2 separate regions of the Hordeum vulgare genome follow, and region 1 is linked to region 2. Evidence: chromatin contacts called from public Hi-C data. All regions are on one chromosome and are shown on one strand. The core of a region is the stretch at or near the end of the contact, and the rest is flanking DNA. Distances in the headings are between cores, read along the strand shown.

Evidence for each region. A called contact is a pair of places that touch in the nucleus more often than the background predicts.
Region 1: a contact with region 2 is called in a Hi-C map of leaf, with 2.6 times the contacts expected there. The contact joins the promoter of LOC123439662 here to the enhancer-like site in region 2. A contact is called at or near these places in 1 of 6 Hi-C or Micro-C datasets (leaf) and 1 of 1 datasets of contacts at active chromatin or transcription factors (embryo).

The regions. Positions count from the first base shown.
Region 1 is chr3H:124,240,588-124,247,302 of MorexV3_pseudomolecules_assembly, forward strand. LOC123439662 (ethylene-responsive transcription factor CRF1-like) reads left to right here and starts at 5,255. Exons shown (of 1, transcript XM_045116352.1): 1 at 5,255-6,715. The coding sequence starts at 5,593. The coding sequence ends at 6,654.
Region 2 is chr3H:123,683,371-123,689,763 of MorexV3_pseudomolecules_assembly, forward strand. No RefSeq gene overlaps it. Among protein-coding and RNA genes, the nearest start is that of LOC123443211, 220 kb to the left of the region's middle. Within about 2 kb of position 3,766, at least 3 of the 3 cell types and tissues checked have open chromatin away from gene starts, as enhancers often do. A contact at or near this core is called in leaf, where this site is marked.

The DNA of each region.
Region 1 (6,715 bases), core at 4,005-6,504, 560 kb after region 2:
CACCAGGGAGAAAACAACGGTGCTTGTGACCACGGTTGCAAGGATTGTTTACCTTACACATAGTTCGTTAATGCCGCTGTCCGTTGCTTTGAGTTTACACTTTGGGTGGGGCTCGCAACTTAATACCGGAGAGATGTTCTGGATAGATATCTCAAGGTGGATGATTAGTAAGTAGATGCTGATGAATAAACGGTCTACTTGTGTTGGCGTACTGCCCGTTACTATTGAACATCTAACTATCAATAGCATAATTAGCACTGCGGTGCGTTCATAATTCTGTCAATTGCCCAACTGTGATTTTTTTACCCAAGCATAGTTGTTTATAGTCTTTGGGAGAGAGACATCACCAGTGTACAACATGTGACTCCGGTCCATATTGCCATCATTGTTTACACCTCCATCATTTACCGTTTTCACCTACTTTTCCGTTGCAATCACTATTACCTTCCCGCTTGTGTTTTGATTCTTTGCAAACTACAAGGCCGGAGAGATTAACATCCTCTGTGTACTCATTGGGAGCAAAGTTATTTGTGGTGTGTGTAGGTCCACGTTTTCTGCTAGCGCCAGGGTGGAAGACACCTACTTGTTGATCCTAGGAGTCCTCCTGGTTCGATAAACCTTACAGCTCCCGTGTGAGGGAAAACTTGTTGCTGACTACATCTCAACCTTCCACTAAGGGTAACCAACGAGGTGCGAGAAGTATATACTGAAAGTGCGTTATATCGACTAGAGGGGGTGAATAGGAGATTTTTAGAATTTCATCACTGAGGAAATTCCTTTTGAGGAAATTCCTCACTGATGACTAACTTATAGCGGAAACAGTAAAGGATCAGAAGTGCAAAGTTTCACAACAGCAGTTTTTCAGAGTGAAGAATGTGAAAACAGATTGCACTGTGAGCAGGCACGCAGAATACAGATGAGGATTAACTAACGTGAAGAATTTGGGGTTGAGGAGATTCAGAGAAAGTCTTCAGCAAATTCTTCAAACAATCGCAGTGAAAGTCATCAACACATAATACGAGGAAAGTAAGGAGTTGAGGAATTAGAACCCGTTTCTCAGTGAAGACAGTCGTTGATGACCTAGTTCCAATTGCTGTGACAGTCGTACATCTGGTTTGGAGCGGCTTGGTATTGAAACCAGAGGACACACAGTCCCGGGACACACAGTCCCTATCGAATTCTCCTTGAGCTAAGGACACACAGTCCTCGCCCAACACTCGTGGTAAGTCTTCAGGGCAGACTTCCAAACCCTCACAGACTTGGTCACCCGGCGATCCACAATTGACTGCTGGAAAGCTCTAGACCATGACGCCTAACCGTCTCCAGGATGCACAGTCCTCAAAGGTAAAAGGCTTCAGTCCCACACAGGAACAACTTCTTCAGTGATGCTCAATCACTAGGTTTGGTTTGTGGTTTCGGTGTATGTGTTATTTCCTCACTGATGAATTACTCTCGAAGTCTCTGAGGAATTGGGTTGCTCTTATGACATGTGTCGGTTTCTAGCGGAGCAGCCAACCAGCTAGTGGTTGTGGGGGGTGGCTATTTATAGCCTGGGAGCATCCCGACATGATTTGACACTAATGCCCTTAAATAATATGACCGTTGGAGTGGATAAGACCAATGACTTGGCGTGGCTATCGAAACGGTCGGAACCCTCAACTGTGAGAGTCCTCATGTCACTCGTATTCCTCACTTGAGGCTTTTGGTAGGATTGGGCTTGGGTTGAGCATCATGAGGAAATTCATTCCATACTGTAACTTTGACCCCCTTTAACAGTACGGTGTTCCTATGACTCAAATGCGAAGAAAATAAAACAGAAAGTGTAATTCTTCATGCTTCAAATTCTTCAGAGTGATTTTCTTCACGACACATCGGACTTCTCAATATCAGTATCTTCATGAGGAATATCAATTTCATCGCAGATTCCTCGCGATTCATTTCTTCAGCTTCAGACCAATTTCTTCAACTGAAGACATATATTTTTAGGGGTCGATATTCTTCAAATATCTCAAACTCCTTCAATGACTTATAGATCCTGTGTACACTCATAAACACATTAGATACTTAACCTATAAGTCTTCAAACCACCAAAATCACTAAGGGGCACTAGATGCACTTACATATACATCATCTCATCATCAAACATACACAAGCATTAACATCACGTATATGTTAAATGTTGTTTTTAGATGCGTGCATCTGCATTGCAAAGGTTGTCATGTCCACATATCTTAGCCTTTGATCCTATCACACCTTATAACATTATTAGTGATAGCCCCAACATTGGCATGTACTTTCCCTTGATTTCCATACCCTTTCTTATTTAAATTATCATAAGCTTTATGAATTTGGTTTCAAAATATTCGAGTCAATTTCTTCCTCCTCGTCCTTGGGGCTCATCATGTGTTAGGTCAACATCTCAAGATCACCAACCTATTTATTTTACTCTTCTTCATTCTCTTCAGCCACACAAGTTCTTTTCTTTCGAAACCTCTTTATCTTTAACATTTGAACAACATTGTTCATCCAATCAAACATCATTCTCCATTAGCTGAACCTTGTGAGTTTGTGATCTGATCCTTCTTGGGTTATGGTAGTCCCGAGGAACTTGTTGTTTGGGTATGACTCCATCTTAATGTGGCATCACCACCGTCCCATGTTTAGATGTGACCACCGCATGAAAATCTTCGACCTCTTTCCTTGTTCTTTCCTCATACAATATGTGCACTCTTATCACCTTAGTTGTTTTTTGGCTCCAAGGGCTATCATGTCCATAAATATCAGTCCTCTTGACAACCTTTTGTTTTCATTTGCATTCCTTTCTTGATAGGTCCCAAGCCAAACCAGTGACTCCATCGAGAATCAAATATCATACATATCTCACTTCACACAATAATTGTGTATCATGGTATCTTGTTGAAAATTGCTCGATTAAAACTTCTTATTTCAAATTAGTAAAAAGTAAGTCAATATGTATGCCAATTTACTAACCTTCCCTTCATCACTTTTCGAACAACTCATCAAGCCATGATGAACAATGCCACATGCACATCTTTATTTTTCAAGTTGTTTTATTCTCATGTTGTTTCATTTTACTCAGTTGTCCTCATGCAGCTTTCACGGCCTTTAATTATTGTTTCACGGTCTCTAGTTATTTGAAGTTGTAACTGATGTCATAATAGAGTTAAACTAAATTTGTCGGTAGTTGGAGCGTTCATCGGTCGAAAATGATTTGTCATGATCCATGACAGTACCATAAATTTTCTTCATTTTTACTCACTTATCCTCGTGGACCGCTTACGGTCTTGTTTTATTTGAAGTTGTAATGGATGCCATCATATAGTCAAACTATATTTGTCGATAGTTCAATCATTCATCGGCCAAAAATGAACTGTCACGACCCATTGGCATACCTGTAGTACCGTTGTTTTAAATGTGTACTCAGCTGTCCTCACGCAATTCTCGCATCTTGCATTATTATCTGACGGCCCTAGTTATTTCGAATTGTAATTGGTGCCATTATAGAGCCGAACTGTACTTGTCGCCTAGTTCGACCCTTCAACGGCCGAAAATGATTTGTGTCAATTCTTCGTAGTACAAAACAAACTCATAGCTGTATTTAACAAAACATAGTAATGATTTGGCTAAATAATTTCTTTACATCTTAAGCATTTTTTAAATCATCATGTTGACCGTTGTCAAATGTTCATGTGGGGGCATAGTACTGTGTTGCTTGGTAACTTCATTACGGTGTACCGATCGACACGCCCCCGCCCGTGCCACCCTAATTTTCGGCTAGACCAACTACTATGCATATAGTCATGACGAGGAAGCGGTCACCGGGAATTTGAATCACTTCTCAAAATTGAATCCATATTCACAACCATGGCAACCGCTAATTATAGACCCGTGACTAAAAAAATGATACCCCCAAAATATATTGACCACATAAGTAATCAAAGTATGTCCATGACCATGAGCAAAGTTGCAAGTAAATTTTCCAATTGTATTAGCATATTTCTAGCTTGCACGTCATATGAAGCCCGCTAGTGCTTAACACTTCTTGGATGTCTATCTAAGAACAAGACATCGTGAAGAATGGGCAATACTTCCTCCGTTCCTAAATATAAGACCTTTTAGAGATTACACTATGACCTACATACAAATGTATATAGATATATTTTAGAGTATAGTTTCACTTATTTTGCTCCGTATGTAGTCCATTGTAGAATTTCTAAAATGTCTTATATTTAGAAACGGAGGGAGTACATATCACACAAAAACCCGATGGTAATGCTACTCCCTCTTTTTTAAATATAAGTTATTTTAAAGATTTATATTTAAAATGTCTATATGCATTCGTATGCAGACTATAGTGAGATGTCTACTAAGATTGATATTTAGGAATGGAGGGAGCATCCAACAGCACTTGTTTCAACGTGTCATGATCATGATCCCACGTGCAACAAGTGCCCCTATTTCGAAGTTCACAATTGAAATGAGGATAGGCACCCTTTTCTTTGCCTTGGCAACCAAGTAGCCTATCAGCAGAAAGAGGAAACGAGGCAAGAAAATCTCCAATGAAAACTATGAATGACAATATGACATCATCCTCTTTCCAAGAATTCCCCTCTTCTTTTGAGAAACGAAGATACTCCCCAATTTACCTTCCACGTAAACATGGTGGGTATGCCGCTCGTCTGGAATGATTTGGGTACAATAATAATAAAAAAACCCAGCTCACGTGACCCCCTACCGCAAGCCCGCTGACAGATGGGGCCGCGTCCAGGCCAGTCGAGTGGCCGCTTGACAGAATTGGACACCCTTTACTCCCCTGACGGGTTGGGCCCAGCGAAAACGCTGAGCCGCTACTAGCCGTGGAACCTATGACCTCTTCGCTGGATCGCCAGTTATACGCGGGTCCGGCAGAATTACTGCCTCCGTAAAATGTCCAGCCGCCAGTGAGAATCCTACTCTACTGCTGTAAGCCAGGCAACGCATTTACTCACCTTCTAAAAATTACGGTCGAAAAAATCGATTCCGATTCGCGTTTCTTTCTCCTTTCTTTCTACCAGGAGAAGGAAAAACGGAAGGGAGGAGCAGGAAAGAAAGGTGACACGAAAGGCAGGACGGGAAATATAAAAGGAAGAAAACAGGGGCGAATAAAAAAACTAAAAAAAAGGTCCGGTTTTCCGGAAATGGGCTTGCGCGATCCTATAAAGGCAGGACCGCCGATGTGTTCCGAGCCAGGAGCATCAAACCAACAGGACGCCGCACGCACCCATCGAGAGCAGCAACTCCATTCCCTTCCCCCTTCCTTCTTCATCACCCTCCCCCTCCCCCTCTCCGCCCCCAAAAAATCTCAACGAAACCCCGTCGCATCCCCTCCTCATCCCAGGCCAAAAGCCCTCTGCTTTTCGCCTCCCTCTCTCCTCCCCTCCTCCGGGCCGGGGGTTCGCCGGCGGTGGTGCCTTTGCACTTCCTGCCTCGGGTTTTAGGGGGATTCTTGTGGGGTTTTAGGTAGGCCGTGTCTGGGGCGCAGGCAAATGCGAGTGGAGTTTTAGGGAGAGTTTTTGTTTCTTCCTTTCCTCGATGTGGCCCATGGAGGAGGAGTTCTTCATGGCGGTGAAGAGGACCGAGCACGTCGAGGTGACGTCCCGGTCGCTGGCGGCGTCGGCCACGGGGATGGAGGGGTTTGGTGGCGGCGTCGAGCAGCCCAAGATGGTGCGGGTCTTCTGCGATGACTTCGACGCCACCGATTCCTCGAGCGATGAGGAGGACGGCGAGCGCCGCCGCGTCAAGCGCTACGTCCAGGAGATCCGTCTGCAGCCCGCTGTCCAGGTTAAGGTGGAGGAGTCGGCGCCGGTCGCCAAGGCCGCGTCGGCGACCGCGACGGCGACGAGGCCGAGGGTCATGGTTCCCGTCAGGAAGAGGAAGGCCGAGGCCGGCGGCGAGCGGCGGTTCCGCGGCGTGCGGCGCCGTCCGTGGGGCAAGTACGCGGCGGAGATCCGCGACCCGTGGCGACGCGTCCGGGTGTGGCTCGGCACCTTCGACACCGCCGAGGAGGCCGCCAAGGTCTACGACTCTGCCGCCATCAAGCTGCGCGGCCCCGACGCCACCGTCAACTTCCAGCAGTCCGAGGACGGCGAGGACATGGAGGTCCCGGCGGAGGTCGCCGAGCGCCTTCCACAGCCACCGGCGGGTTCCAAGAACTCCTCCACCTCGGCCACCTCGTACGACTCGTGCGAGGAGTCCCACGTCGCCGCGGCGTCCCCGACCTCCGTCCTCCGCTCCTTCCCTCAGTCCACCTTGCCCGCCGCAGTGGACGGCGACACCGCCAAGAAGCCGTCGTCGTCTTCCAGCACCGCCGAGACCGACGAGTCGAGCGGCGTCTTCGGCTGCTCGTTCTCCGGCGACGACTTCGCGGGCGAGCTGGCGCCGCTCTACAGCGACTTCGACCTCCTCTCCGACTTCGCGGAGCCGCCGATGGACTTCCTGTCCAACCTCCCGGAGCCGGCCTTCGCGTTCACCAGCGACTGCTCGTCGTCGGCCTTCCAGCCTTGCCCGCCGTCTCCGGCGGCGTTGCAGCAGGCGGACGAGTTCTTCCAAGACATCACCGACCTGTTCCAAATCGATCCCCTCCCCGTCATCTAGCGGAACAAGTGTAAAACACCGGATTAGGCGCCTAATTCGGTCAATTTTGTTTGCATTCGTT
Region 2 (6,393 bases), core at 2,516-5,015:
CATGGACACGGGAGGTACCTCCAACGTTGAGTGGTGGCAAAATAAGATAAGACACATACGTCAATTCTTACGGGGATGGGAGAAGCATGAAAGTGGAATTTATAAGAAAGAGAAACAAAGTCTTCTCGAACTTATAAATACGCTAGACATAAAAGCCAAAAATTCATTATTAGATGACAATGAGAGGTCATTAAAAACGGAGGTTGAACTGAAGCTAAAACAACTACTCGGAGAGGAGGAGTTGAAGTGGGCACTTAGGGAAAAAGTTCGCCAGGTTGTGCAAGGTGATGACAATACACAATACTTCCATTTGATAGCTAATGGAAATCATAGAAAGAAAAAAATACATCAACTCGAGCAAGATGAGGGTACAATTGTTGGACACGAGAATTTGAAATTGTACATCTCTGATTACTAGAAAAAACCTCTTCGGGGCTCCTGAAGACAATTTTGTATCCATGAATGAACACATGGTCGGTGACATACCTTAGTTCGGGACGGACGAGAATGAGTTATTAACCGAGCACGGAGAAAGAGGTGTTTGAAGCCATATCATAAATGAAAAATAATAAGGCACGAGGCCCAGATGGGTTTCCGGCTGAGTTTTACAAAAAGTGTTGGCACATTATCAAAGGTGACTTCCTACCTATGTTCCAAGACTTATTTGACGGAAACTTACAGTTATGCCACCTAAATTTCGGAACAATGACACTGTTGCCAAAGAAGGAGGGTGCAGTGCGTATAGAACAATTTATACCTATTTGCCTTCTGAATGTCAGCTTCAAAATCTTTACAAAGGTAAGAACGAATAGGTTGACACAGATTGCACATCAGGTAGTGCAACCTTGTTAGACGACTTTCATGCCGGACAAGAACATACTGGAGGGTGTGGTGGTCCTGCATGAAATACTGCATGAAATTCACTCGAAGAAACTAGATGGGGTTATGTTCAAGGCTGATTTCGAGAAGGCATATGATAAGGTCAAATGGCCATTCCTACAACAGGCATTACATATGAAGGGGTTCCATGAAATATGGAGGAATCATGTTGAATCATTCGTACAAAAATGGAGTGTTGGAATCAAAGTCAATGATGACATTGGCCATTTTTTCCAAAATTTCAAAGGTCTGAGGCAGGGAGATCCAATGTCACCCATCCTCTTCAACATAGTTGCAGACATGTTGACAATTCTAATAGGAAGGGCTAAACAAGGAGGCCAGGTAGGTGGACTGGTGCCACATCTGGTGGATGGTGGCATGTCTATCCTGCAATATGCTGATGATACTATCCTGTTTATGGAACATGATATAGCAAAAGCCAGGAATATGAAGCTTATACTCTCCATCTTCGAACAACTGTTGGGCTTGAAAATCAATTTTCATAAGAGTGAGTTTTTTTATTTTGGGAAAGCCAAAGATGAACAAAACACTTACAAACAATTGTTCGGCTGTGAAATGGGGAGCCTACCGTTCAGTTATCTAGGCATACCTATTCACCATCGCAAGCTTTCCAATAGTGAGTGGAAAAGCAGCGAGGTTCGATTTGAGAAAAAGCTAAGCTGCTGAAAGGGCAAGCTGCTCTCATATGGGGGAAGATTAATTCCGATAAACTCGGTACTTACGAGTATGTCGATGTTCCTTCTATCCTTCTTTGAGGTACCCATAGGGGTACGCAAAAGGTTGGATTTCGATCGATCCAGATTCTTTTGGAAGAGTGATGATGACAGAAAGAAATATAGGTTAACTAGATAGGATATTATTTGTAGACCCAAAGACCAAGAAGGTCTCGAAATTGAGAATTTAGAGGTAAAGAATAGATGCCTGCTAAGTAAGTGGCTATTCAGACTTTCGGTAGAGATAGAAGGCATGTGGGTACAAATTTTGCATAATAAGTACCTACATTCTAAAACCTTATCCCAGGTAAAAGTCAGAGTCAATGATTCACCATTCTGGAAGGGATTGATGAGAGTAAGGTCAACCTTCTTCCATAGAACCAAATTTATTATTGCAAAATGGTGAGAGTATGAGATTCTGGGAGGATTTGTGGTTGGGGAGATGCCTTTGGCCGTTCAATATCCAGCTCTCTACAATATTGTGCAATGCAAGGATGCGTACATAGCCACAATACTTGAGTCAAATCCTTTAAATATCCAATTCAGACGATCATTGATAGGCCATCGCTGGACGGATTGGCTCCACCTTGTCAGGAGGCTCATGGATATCCAGTTATCACAGGAACCTGATACGGTTCATTGGAAGCTTACAAATAACGGAATATTTACGATCAAATCAATGTATCTGAATCTTATTAACACGACTAATATCCCAAAATCCATTAATATTTGAAGAGTCAAGGTACCCTTAAGGATCAAGGTCTTCGTGTGGTTTGTGCACAAGAAGGTGATTCTAACTTAGGATAATTTGGCTAAACGTAATTGGGGGGGGGGGGAGTACTCGATGTAGCTTGTGTGATAACGATTAGAACATGGCACACCTCTTTCTCAAATCTTCACTTGCGAGAGTTCTTTGGCACACAGTTCGTATAGCCTTCAACATTGTACCTCCGGATAGCATTGACACGTTATTTGAAACGTGGCTAGATGAAGTTGATATGATTATTGCTAGACACATTCGTATTGAAGTTTGTGCACTTTTTTGGGCTATATGGAAGTATAGGAATGATGTGGTTTTTGACAGACATACGCATATACGTTTTTTGCACGTACTTCACAAAGCTGTGACATTGATCCGTACATGGTCTTTACTCATTCCTGCGGAAATCAGGGAGCTTTGGTTACTGGGTCTATCCGATGGGAGATGATAGCGCGGGATATCTTTGACCGGTTTGTATGAAGGTCCAGTAATAGTATAGATGGTAAGACATCTTGGCCTGTTTTGCCGATTGTGGCACGTTTTGCTTTACTTTTGCTTCTTTACTGCTTTGTCGAAGACTATGTTGAACCATGATCCGTTTGTTTGTTTTAATAAAAGGACCGTATGCATTGTACTTATGCAGAGGCCGGAGGTAATACTTTTTTTTTTAAATGTTTTGTAATCCCGCGAGTCAAATAGTCCATGTAGCAGAAAATCATAATCTTTAATCCTCCTAAACTCTTGAAATCCAATGCCATCGAACATGGCAGAAAGCCAGAAAGGAAGTATAGGTATGGTCTGAAGCGAGCAAGGGAACAAATAACACGGCGATCCCACGAGAACTTTGCGCCACGTCACAAACGCATACCCACGACAACGACGAGCCTTTCGGGTCAGACGACATGTGCGCGCGCCGCAGTTGGCCGCGTGCATCGATCGGAAACCCGCCGTAGAGTACGTGCAATGCGGTGCGGTGCCGGACGCCTGGACGAAGGGCTCGAGGACACGATTCGTGCCGGTGCCGTTTATATAGTATACGCGCGCGCGAGCCTCCATGCGTGCGAGCGTCGTCGTATTAAGCACGGACGGGGACACTAATCCGTGGCACGAGCTGAGCATATGAACCCGACGTTTGCACGTCAACTGGGCATGCATGCGCACGTTGTGTAGGCAAAACGACCAGTTCAATGCACAATCTATTTGCTCGACGTCTTTTTTTCCAAACTATAGTGCACTTGCAAGTTGACAACTCTATCTATACTATTCGGGGATTCCGTTTCGTAGATGCGCACGGTGACGCGGCCAATACTTTTTGCAAGCAGTGGTGTAGTGTGGAGGTAGTGGAGCAGATGGTGTGGTGTCGGGAGGAGTCACCCACAGCACGTGGGCCCCGCCGCCAGCCTCAGGTTAGTCAACTGGCAGATGCCGCGTGGTCCACGGACAGCGCCCGCATGTCACGATTTATTATAGCTGCGTCATTGTACCGGCTTTGTTCCTGCTCTCGATCCTGCGACCCGGATACGCTCGTTGAATGTGGGATCGAGCAGCGGTGTCCGGCAACTTCAATTGAATGCCCCCCCGTTAAATCTTACTCGTACATGTGTCTTGGCAGTACACGCTTAGGACATCTCCGACGGCAACTCGTAGATTTTCTTTCCCATTGGTCCGTAAACAGGAAAACCAGTGTGTGGATACGGATGCGAGGAAACGACATCAAATGATACCGTATACATTTTGACAATAACTCGAACCAGTCAAACGAAATTCGAGCAAACGTGGCTGAATTTTCTGCAAACATGACGTATTTCATATAAACACGGCGGATTACATTTAGGACAAAACAAGAACCACCCCTAAACCTATCCAATGACGACGGTGCCCGGCGTCCAAGCCCGTGTCGTCCTCCATCCGTCGTTTTCATGAGCATTGACGATAAGACTGATGAAGTGAAGGTGTGGTCTCTTGCTAGGAAGAGTAGAACAAGGGAGACAAAATGGCCCACATGATACACTAAGCCATGCCGCCTCCCGTGGCCTACTCATCCTCGTAGGAGTCTACCCCTTGTCTGTCGTCGGTGGACATGAGGTCCACAAGGGAAATGGTGACGCCTTGGCTTTCGTCGTTCAATCGGGCCGTCTCGGGGTTCGACGACGGCGCGTAAGAGGCGCAGCTCGCGTTTTCCACTTCCGAGATCGCCTAGAACTAGGCCTCCGCGGCGGCCGCTTCCTCGCGAGCGTCGGCTTGAGCGCGGATGGCATCGTAGATGGCACGCTGCTCCGCGTCTAAGTTCGGGTTCATCGCGACCATGGCCGCCACTTCGTCTTTGCTCGCGCGCTTCCGTCAATATGACCAAACACTAGTCGATGTTGCTCCAGCGCTTGCTGTAACGCCGACGTACGCGCCGGAGCAGGCTGCCCCTGCGCCATTGCGGCATTGTAGTGCGCCTGCATCTGCGTCATGATGTAGCCGGAGTGCATAGGAGGCGAGGGAGTCGGGGCGGTGTCATCGGAGTCCGTCTCCATCATGGTGTCGTCGTCGGAGACCTCGGCCGATCTGGCCGGCAAGCCGACCATGATCCGCTTGGCACGATGGCTCTGCGACGCGGCGGCAATGGCGGCCACCCCGTGCTTGATCTCCGATGACAGACTGTCCCGCAATGCTTTCCTGTTGGCGGTCATGGCGGATGTAGAGGAAACGAGGAGGATGTGAAGTGGATGTAATGTGTTGTGGACATAGACGTGTGTGGGCACCCTTTAAATAGTGGATTCCCATGAGGCAATGCATTAAGGCGGGACGCCGGAGTGGGTTTCTCGGTCTGCAAGCCTTCTTAACAACCACGTACGGACGGGCGGGGCATTGAACGGATGTGGTAGATATCCGTCCGTCTCGTCTAGTCACGCGTCTTTGGCATTGAATAGGCACAAACACGGGAGACGGGTCGCGGGCGGTGCCCTCGGCCGACGAGCCAATTCAATGCTGGCGCTAGTGAGAGGTCGTGTCCGCTCTTCAATGGGGAGATGCTGCTCTACAACGACATGAATGCAGGCAGCTCGCGCCGGGTAGAAGAGCGATCGAAGGGGGAGGGGTTTTTGGTCAGCCAGGGTGGTCAGAATTGGGTGAAGTAGCGGTCCAGACTCCCACAAACCTCTCCATATTTGTCTCCGGTTTACGGAAGAAATCGTGTCCGGACCGCCTCGCGGACCGATAAAGGAGTGCGTTGGATGACTTCCGTGGTTCGGACCGCGGGGTCCGCAACTTGCGGGAGGTTAGTGGGTCCGCCTTGGAGATGCACTTAGTGCATCTTCTTGGGTGCATCAAACCGTTTGTAAACGTATGGACCACATTGTCTGACTTGTGTTCTTCAGTACCGTTCGTCGAACAACCACACACTGGTCCAGAGAGCTGCAATGTCAGACTTCGCTACTTTGTGCGCACACAAAAGCCAGGCGGAGCCTGCACATTTAGACATTTACGCAATGTCGTCACTCAAAAGTTTGTCATTTCCTCACTATCTCCGCTTCGATTGATGCTGCTACGCACCCTAGTCCCTGCCTATTTGTCGTCCACCATCGCGATGGAGCCGGAGGAGGTGATGATGGAGATATACATAGCCCCGCTGGGCCCGGAGGTGGAGGAACCGTCATGGTGGTCACTCGCATAGCCAACGTCTCGTATAACATCAATCTCGAGGGGGGGGTACAATGATACGACTCCAACATATTTTTAATTTTTTGATTGTTCCATGCTATTATATTATCATTCTTGGATGCTTTATATGATGTTTTATATCATTTTTGGAAACTAACCTATTAACCAAGTGGTTAGTGCCAATTATTATTTTTGTGTGTGTTTTTGGCTTTTCAGGAAATCAGTACCAAACAAATTCCAAATGCAACAAAACTTTATGATGATTTTTCTGGAAAAAATAAGACCTGGAAGCTCCGACGGTAGACCATATGCCACACGAGTTGGCACCAAGCCAATAGGGCGCGCCCAGGGGGGTGATCGCACCATGATGGC